Linked DNA regions of Zea mays: region 1 is linked to region 2. Evidence: chromatin contacts called from public Hi-C data. All regions are on one chromosome and are shown on one strand. Each heading gives the region's core, a stretch centred on a gene start, on an enhancer-like site or on the middle of the called end of the contact. The rest is flanking DNA. Distances are from core to core; before and after follow the strand shown. Region 1 holds the start of LOC103631945 (glutaredoxin-C9). Region 2 holds the start of LOC100191251.

Evidence for each region. A called contact is a pair of places that touch in the nucleus more often than the background predicts.
Region 1: a Hi-C map of tassel shows a contact between it and region 2, with 1.9 times the contacts expected there. The contact joins the promoter of LOC103631945 here to the promoter of LOC100191251 in region 2. A contact is called at or near these places in 3 of 25 Hi-C or Micro-C datasets (ear, leaf and tassel).

Annotation. Positions count from the first base shown.
Region 1 is chr7:5,564,085-5,568,324 of Zm-B73-REFERENCE-NAM-5.0, reverse strand. It overlaps LOC103631945 (glutaredoxin-C9), which reads right to left and starts at 1,482. Exons shown (of 1, transcript XM_008653797.3): 1 at 515-1,482. The coding sequence starts at 1,241. The coding sequence ends at 762.
Region 2 is chr7:5,117,842-5,122,198 of Zm-B73-REFERENCE-NAM-5.0, reverse strand. It overlaps LOC100191251, which reads left to right and starts at 1,769. Exons shown (of 2, transcript NM_001136685.1): 1 at 1,769-2,479; 2 at 2,919-3,456. The coding sequence starts at 2,236. The coding sequence ends at 3,181. It overlaps LOC100281387 (nucleolar RNA helicase 2), which reads left to right. Exons shown (of 7, transcript NM_001154305.2): 5 at 1-196; 6 at 319-480; 7 at 586-1,251. The coding sequence ends at 1,038.

The DNA of each region.
Region 1 (4,240 bases), core at 233-2,732, 450 kb before region 2:
CTTTTCACGTAAAATTTTGTGCATTGTGTTTGGTCCATATTTGCTAACTGTACGTAGTTTGAAGTTTCCATGGTACCTCACAACACTTGATGAGCGAATTACTATGGTCATTAGTGCAGCCCCAACATGCATAAAGCTAGAAACCATGGATAGCTTGTATGTTTATTATAGTATTATGTATTTTTTTATGTCTAACAGTCTAACACCGCCAGCTCATCAAAAGCCGTACGTACGTCTTGCTCTAGTTCGAACGATCCCGTTTTGGCTGGTTGCGTTGCGTTGCGTCCCCGTACGTCGTTGATGTCTCGACGACGTACGTACGTACGTACGCTTTTACAAGGCTGCTGACTGGCCCCCGGCTGCTGCTCTGTGACCTCAGCCGGGGGCATCGCCGGCCGCCGCCCTCCTCGATCTGCCTGCACCGGCCGGGGCACCGTACGTCCACGTCCGGTTAAGATCGATGATATCCATGGATCGGAGTGCAATAATCGATGCACCATCATATATCGGCGACGTCGTGCGCTGCTGCATTAATTGCAGCAGGCGATTGCAGCATTACTCGATCTCTCTCATGCATGGGCACGGAACAGAACAAGAGCTAGCTAGCTTAGTAGAGGTTACATTAAAACGCAAGCTAAGGTAGTAAGTGAGTAACTAACTAAGGTCTAAGGGGCAGCGATCGATCGCATGCACGGAGATGGACACCCACACACACACACTGTTGCAGTGGCCGATCGACGACGACGACGGCGGCGGCGCGATCAGAGCCAGAGCGCGCCGGCCTGCTTGAGGAGCGGGACGAGGGTGCCGTTGATGTGGCACGCCATGACCTTCTCGACGCCGCCGAGGAGGCGTCCGCCCACGAAGACGACGGGCAGGGGCGGCTGGCCCGGCGGCAGCAGCTGCGCCAGCGCCGCCTGGATCTCCCTGCCCCCGCCGCCGCCGGCGGCCATCTGGTCGAGCTCGTACACGGTGGGGCCGACGCCGAGGCCCAGCAGCAGGCGCTTGACGACGTGGCACATGCAGCAGCCGCTGGCGCTGAACACCACCACCGCGTTCCCGCCCGCCATGCGCGCCACCCGCTCGTACACCGCCAGCGCCGACGCCGAGTGCGGCGCCGCGGCCACCATCGTCGTCGTCGTCGGCGCGGCATCCGCCCCGGATGCCGCCGCCGCGTCCGCCACCACGCCGCCGCTCACTCCCGACTCCTGCTGCTGCTGCTGCACCTCCATCCGCAGCATCTTCGTTCTTCTTCTTCTTGGAGGCTTTGGACTGTCGTCGCTCGCCTGCCTTGTTGGTCGTGCGTGGACTAGCTAGGGACTGGTTTCTTCGGTCGTGGAATGTTCCGGCCGGTGATGAGGTGTGTCGTTGGCACGGCGAAGGCCGGGGGGGCAATGGGCATGCAGTGGGAGGAAGACGGGCCGGGGGTGCGCTTTTATAGGCCGCCTGGGCCGGCATGGGTAGGATCGGAGCCGAGGAGGGTGTAGCTTGTATGCATCTGGTCGAGAGATGCTCGCTGCCTGCTGCTGCGTGGAGTGGAGTAGTGCCTGGGACGTCGAGGAGGACTCGTAGTACCGTAGCTACTGCTACAGGAACAGAACAGGACTAGCTAGGACCGGGAATGGAATGGCGAGAGGTGGTGGCCTGGCCCTCCTGCTCTGCTGGTTCCTGGTTGGGGGATCCGTTCCGGGTCAAAGCTAGGCGCGACATGGATCGCTTTTTCGCAGAGGCTGTGTCCCGCGCCCGGGGTGACCGACCTCTCTCTCTCTCTATCTATCTATATCTACTTCTCTCTACCCAGTAGTACAGTACAGTACCCACCCGGCACCCCCCGCATCCGCAACGAACAAGGGCGGCAGGCCAGGCCGCAGGGACAGACCAGGGTACGCAACGCACTCCTACGGTTGCATTGCATGCACTAGTACGACGCCTGCCTCATGCACCAGCACCACCACGCAGCGGCGGCAGGGGCAGAGCGAGGAGGGCAAACGCAAGGACGGGGCTCGTTAAAGTGACTGTTGCAAGCGCAACTGGGCGCCAGCCAGCAGTGGCTTTTTTCGCGTGGGGTGAGCTAGGCCGATGAGGATCAGACGGACCTGACCATCTATCTATCTATCAGTCAGTCAGGCATGCACACCCCATCAGGCCATCAGAGAGAGAGAGAGAGATGGGAAAAAGGCCGCCGGGCAGTGCTCTGCTGGCGTTGGCGTTTGTTGCCATATGACCATGGGTATATATGTACATACACTTCGTTGGCCGTATCGTGGGAGTCTAGAGGAGAGAGGAGACGAGATACGTCAGTGATTCGTGGTGGTTCGGCCGCCGACACGGAGCCGACAACGCCACGTCCCGCGAATTCGTCAGCCGCCACGCCAGTCGCCAGGACACACAGCGGCCAGGCGCGGAACACACACACACAGCACAGCCGCCCCTCTGTCCGCCCGCGACCGCGACACCCAGCTCGCCCGCCGCCGCCGCCCGCCCGCCCGCCCCGGCCTCGACCACCTCGAGCCAGACTGCCAGAGAGCCTGCGCGGGACAAAGGCCATATGGCATGTCCCGGCCGCGCGGCGTGCGTGACCACGTACGGCCCGGTGCGTGTGCGCACAGCATAGCATTAGCATGCACGCGTACGGGATCCAGTGCGCCGCGCACTACTACTCCCCCTTGCTTTCTCATTGCTTTGTGGTAGATCGAGGTCGAGGACGACGACGTACGTGGACCACCACCTACCTACCCTGAACCCTGATCGTCGATCGACGTACCTGATCGACCTGACCCGAGACAGAGACATACACAGACACCGCGCCCTGTGCCGCGCTTCTTCTCCTTGTCTTTCTCTCCGGGCCGGACGAATGCAACCACATACCGACTCGATCGATCTCGCTCGCCTCCGTCGCCGTCGCCGTCGCGGGCGCCGCGCGCCGATGCCGATGGATGCATGCAGAGACCCAGCTAGCTAGTACTGGCTACTACCGCTGCGTACAGTACAGCGTGCCTGTTTGACGCCATCCGCTTGTGCGCTTCTGTTGTGTGCCCTTTCCCCTCTCCTCGCCGCATGCAGGTGGTAGTACACACGTCGCATAGTACGCCATCGCACCTCCATCCTCACCACCGGTACGGCTCCTCCGATAAAATGGTGCTATCTGCAGGTTGCCTCGTCAACACTATCTCTGTGATTGGTTGTCCAGCTCCAAGGCCCAGGGCTCCTCACAAGCGTTCACCGCGCCGTGTTTCTCGTTAGGGCTTGTCCGGTGATTCCTATCATATGTGGATCGGATAAGATTGGATAAAATTATGAAAGATTTTGACTTGTTTAGGATTGAAACACATTCAATCCATATGGATTGAGAGCAAAACAAATAGACCCTTAGTTGGCTGCACCTGCACGACAGCGATCGAGCATGTACGTCCAGGTGGAGGCGAAACCATTTTACACTCGTTGGTCTGCATGCGTTGGGAGCGTGGCCCTGTAGCTACCGGTAACCAATCAGGAGGTATGTTTTGAGATATCAAAAATAAACTTTAGACCGTCTCCCCAACCGTATGAGAAAATCTCAACTTTTAGGGCTAGTTTGCAAGCAAAAAAACCGGATATGCTAAAATCACTTCCTTTTATGGTATTTTAGCACATCTAATCTCCTCCGATTTTATTACTCTCAAACTAGCTCTCGAGGGCTTGTTTGGGAGAAGAATATCGAAGGAGATTGAAGGAACTAAAATCCCTTTACTATTCAAATGGATTTTATCTACTCCTATCTCCTCCGGTGTTATTGCTCTCAAACAAGACATAAGGCTGGTTTAGTGACCAGTGAATTGACGAGGGAATTAGTTCATTCTCCCCTTAATTCCCTTCAATCCTTCTCAATTCCCTTATCAAAGAGATTGGAGGGAATCGAGGAGAAAATTAGTTTATTTTCTCCTTAATCCTCTCCAATCCATATCAATTCACTTGTCACCAAACAAGCCCTTATATGAGTATTGATCACCGGTCTATATTGTTGGTGTTAGTAACCCTAACTAAAGAGTCTGTATCCTTTGATTTAGGTTGGTAACACTAACCCAGACTAAAGAGTCTACATTACTCTCGGTTGGTGTTACCAACCCCAGCTAAAGAGTCTGGACCCTTTACTCGAACACACTAGTTCAAAACACATAGTGTCAGCTCAATTTCATTCACACATCACGAGTAGAGTTCTTTCATAGATGGATTGACATGATCAGATTGAACCAACAAATAT
Region 2 (4,357 bases), core at 520-3,019:
GTTTACTCAAACTAAACGGGAAGCAGATAGATTGGCATATGTCATGGGAAGGAGTTATCAGTGCCAGGCACTGCATGGGGATATTTCACAGAATCAAAGAGAGAGGACACTTTCAGGATTTCGTGATGGTCGTTTTAATATCCTTGTGGCAACTGATGTCGCAGCTCGTGGATTGGACATACCCAACGTTGATCTAGTGAGTGACCTGGGGTATACTATGTGCAAATATTTATCACAAACTTTTTTTGTCGTCCAGAAAATATGTCTGCTGACTCTTTTTGTGAGCATAGTTTTGAGTTTCCCCCCTTATATATTCAGGTGGTACATTATGAGATCCCAAATACATCGGAGTTATTTGTTCACAGATCTGGGAGAACTGCACGAGCAGGGAAGAAAGGCAGTGCAATTCTAATATACACGTATGAACAGACTAGAGCTGTAAGGGTCATCGAGCAAGATATAGGATGCAGGTTCACAGAGGTAGAGTACTTCAGGAACCAAGCTATCGAATCCTCATGAAGTTGTTTTTGTAGTTGAGATGAAATGTGGAAAACTTATCCACTTCCTTTTTTTTGCCGCTTGCAGCTTCCGAAGATGCCAGTTTCAGACGAGGCTGCAGACATGTTTAATGTCATGAGAGATACTCGCTCTAGATCAGTTGGAAGCAGAAGAACAGGTGGACCTTTTAGCCGTGAAGGTTATGGTGACTTTGAAGACCATCGTTCCAGAGGCTTCGGTGATTTTGAGAGATTTGGTGGTTCCTCTGACCGCGGCGGTGGATTCCGTGACTCAGGTTCAAGGTACCACGGTGGATCTGGAGGTTTCAGACGATCTTCCAGTGACTTTGGCAGGCCTAGCTTCAGTCGTTCTGATAGATTTGGCGACTTTGGAGACAGTGATTTCAGCAGACGTGGTAACGCTGACTTTGGGCGTTCCCGGAGCTCTGATGATTCAGGCTCCTCACGTTATCCAAGAGGCTATGGTGGTTCTGGCACGTCAGATTCCGGCAACTTCGGTGGCTTCAAGGGTTCCAAGTGATGAATCGGATAGGGTTTTCTTGTACAGTTCTGAACCTTTTCTAACACCTGTTGTATGTTCCTTCCCTGACCAAACCAGTAGCACTTGATTCACCCGTTGTTTCACGAGTAGTTTGGTGTTGTAGGCCTGTAGGGTTCTTTCAGAACTTCTGCACTTCTGATACAAGGTTGTTTCAGAACCTGCATCACTGTATGCTCTGATTCTGTTCTCTTTAAGGGTTGATTTGGTGACAAGGAGATCCTGAGAGGATTGGAGGGGATTGAGGGGGAAATAAACTAATTTCCTCCTCAATTCCCTCCGATCCTCCCAGAATCCCGGGTCACCAAATCAGCCCTAATAATCCTACGAAAGGATGGCTTTTGGTTTCTGTTCATGTACATGGAAATATTTGCAATTTCGCCACTCCCAACTGTTGACACTTTGCTATTTTGCTATCTCTGTCTATGATTTGTGGGTCCATGTCTATGATTTATGGACCGGTGTCAAATTAGCAAAGACCACTGCCGATGGTGTATTGCTTGTAGATCTGTTCCATGATCTCAACTGTCACAGAACACAGAACTTCTGCGATATATGATTGATTTTCCTAAAAGAATGAATTTGTTCTCCATCTATTCATCTAACATGGAAATGTTCTGTTTCAGGTTAAATCTTAAATCCTCCCGGGGAGCCTGGAGGCCAGATATTTTTACCAACGACCACAAGCGCAGATGGGCTAGCCCAAAATCGTCCAGGGCCCAAGAAAACGAACAAAAGTGCACGGGCTTCCTCTTTCCTGCCAGGAGAGGCACCCACGACGGCGACGCATTGGATTGGCTTGGGACAGAACGAGCGACGGCGAGGAGACGGCGATAAGATTTGCTACACCTCGGACTGTAGCTGGGAGACTGCACGAACGGCGGCGTCCACGAGTCACGAGGAGCCCAGAGGCTTCTTCACAGCAGCAGCGGCAGGTCCGCTGATGCCAGACTCCCCCCAGCTCCACCAACCGCCTCCCCCTCCCGCGCCGCCGCCGGCCAGCGCAACACCAGCCGCGCCAGCGGCAGCAAATGCGCAACCCAAGCTGGTACTCCGCTGCCGCCCACCATTGCTTCTTCTATTCTCCTTTTCCGCGGGGGAAAAAAAAGTCGGATCTTTGATGAGGCTTTTGCTGCTGCTTGCATTGTTCCTTTTGTCCAGACTGCCGTGAAGCTGAGGATGATCATCAAGGGCGTGCTCGGGCGGTACCAGCGCTGGAACCCCGTGCACCCGACGGCCGGCACCTTCTGGGGTGTGGGGCTCGGCGTCGGCTGTGGCGTCGGCTGGGGCCCCGGCTTCGGGCCTGAGGTGATTGGGTACGTAGGCGCCGGGTGCGGCGTGGGGTTCAGCGTTGGGTTCACGCTCGCCGGCGTCGGCATCGGCCTGCCGCAGCACAGCCTCATCAGGAACCACGACCACGGTGGTAATTAGTCATGCTCTGTTATTGCGTCCCCTTCAATAAATAATCCATGTGCACCACGGTTGGTATTGGTGTACTAATTCTTGGATCCAGTGTGAGTTTCAGTTAGTGTAGTGCAGTAGTGCTTTTATTATCTCTACCTGATTGTTGTGAGAAATAGAATGGAAATATTTGGGCAAGTAGCAATCAATTAATTGGTGATTTGGTGGAAACAAATGTCTGTAGTTGGATATTCAGTCAACCATGCTTCACCTGTCCTTGCCAGTGTTAGTTGGTGCACATGATTTAGCAACCTGACAGTATGCTATCATTACTGATGCACAATTAGCAGGCCTCACCGCCTCAGTGCAGGCCCGATTATTTGTTGCTATTCCCGACCTTTGTGTACAAGCATCTGACACATGAATGACGGACAGATCTGCCTTCTGAATTTCACCTACAGGTTTTGCGAGCAGCGTCCCTGTTGATTCAGCGAGATTCTACGCCCTAACCATCATCAGAGGTCTGGTATGGGACGCCATCAGCTACGTGGGCAATGCAGCGGCTATGAGGAAAGAATCTCGACAGAAGCTTCCGAGGTTCCAGGACAGCCCTCAGGTTCCAGGAGGAGTTGATCTGCCGAAGCTGGGGAAGGGCGTGTCGAGTAGCATCCGGTCCACGGTAGAATGCATCAGGGCCTTCAAAGATCAGCGTTGGCCTCCTTAAAAGACTCGTTGGAAATCAAAGCTGGTTTCAAGTTGAATGGTACCGCCATGGGAACTTAAACATGGTGATATACAAGTTTTTGTTTTTTGTTTTGTTTTGTTTTGATATGGAAGGGGAAATTAGTTGTTCTAGCTGGAAATGTTAGTCTGCATTCTAGATATTATTTTTGTTATGTGGATGCATCTGTAAATATGACTGCTGCTCTTTTGCTCCCTCCTTATTCAAGCACTGTGAAACAGGGATTGTAGCACGAAATAGAATAGAATTCCCCTCTTAAATTAACCATGTAGCCCTACATCTGTGCTGGTCTGTGGATGCCATGGAAGTTTGAAAGCGTATAATTGAGGCATGCCTTCGGTGCAGCCGTCTTCTGATTGTTTGGACGTTTTAGCAGCTTCTGATTGTGTTTGGAGGCGAGCGAATGATGGAGATAGCTCTCAAGGATTTCGGAACTCTGAAGGCATGCATGCGTTCTGGCTCTCAAGGACCAGGAGTAGGCTGTAGGCTGCGTATGAGTGCACATGCTGACTGGTCCGTGTACAGGAGCAGGCTGCCGCAGCAAAACCAGCAAGATGGCTAGCACAGTAGGTTTGGTGCCGCATGGCCCCAGTGTCCCGTGCATTCATGGTATGGTGTGGTGTGTGGACTCTGGACTGTGGTGACATTCTTGCAAGAATGTCGACGTCGGATCACGGATGGTGGGCTGAGATTTAATATGTGCACATATGCACCGGGCATGTCATGTGCACCCAATATATGCTCCCATTTATATAACCCGGCCAACCAACTAGCCATTACATAAACTCTCTATTTTAAATTTAATTCATTAAGGTCATTTTAGACATAGTTTTTATTATACATCTAGCTGATACAGTCTATATCTAATTGTCTAGCTATAATGCTATATAGTAAAAGTAACATATCTAAAAATATAAAAATAACTTATACATTTACAAACGGAGGTAGTAATAATAGAGAACTAGACTTGAGAGGGAATCAATACATAAGTAGTCGGATTGATTTTCAGGAGAACGTAATCTATCTATATCTACAACACTATATAATTCACTAGTTTAAACTTTACAAAACTCATCCAATCAAATCACTCCAAACCCATAACCTCCACTAAATTCACCAAATAAATGGTACCCAGACAGAACACACCATCAAAAATCA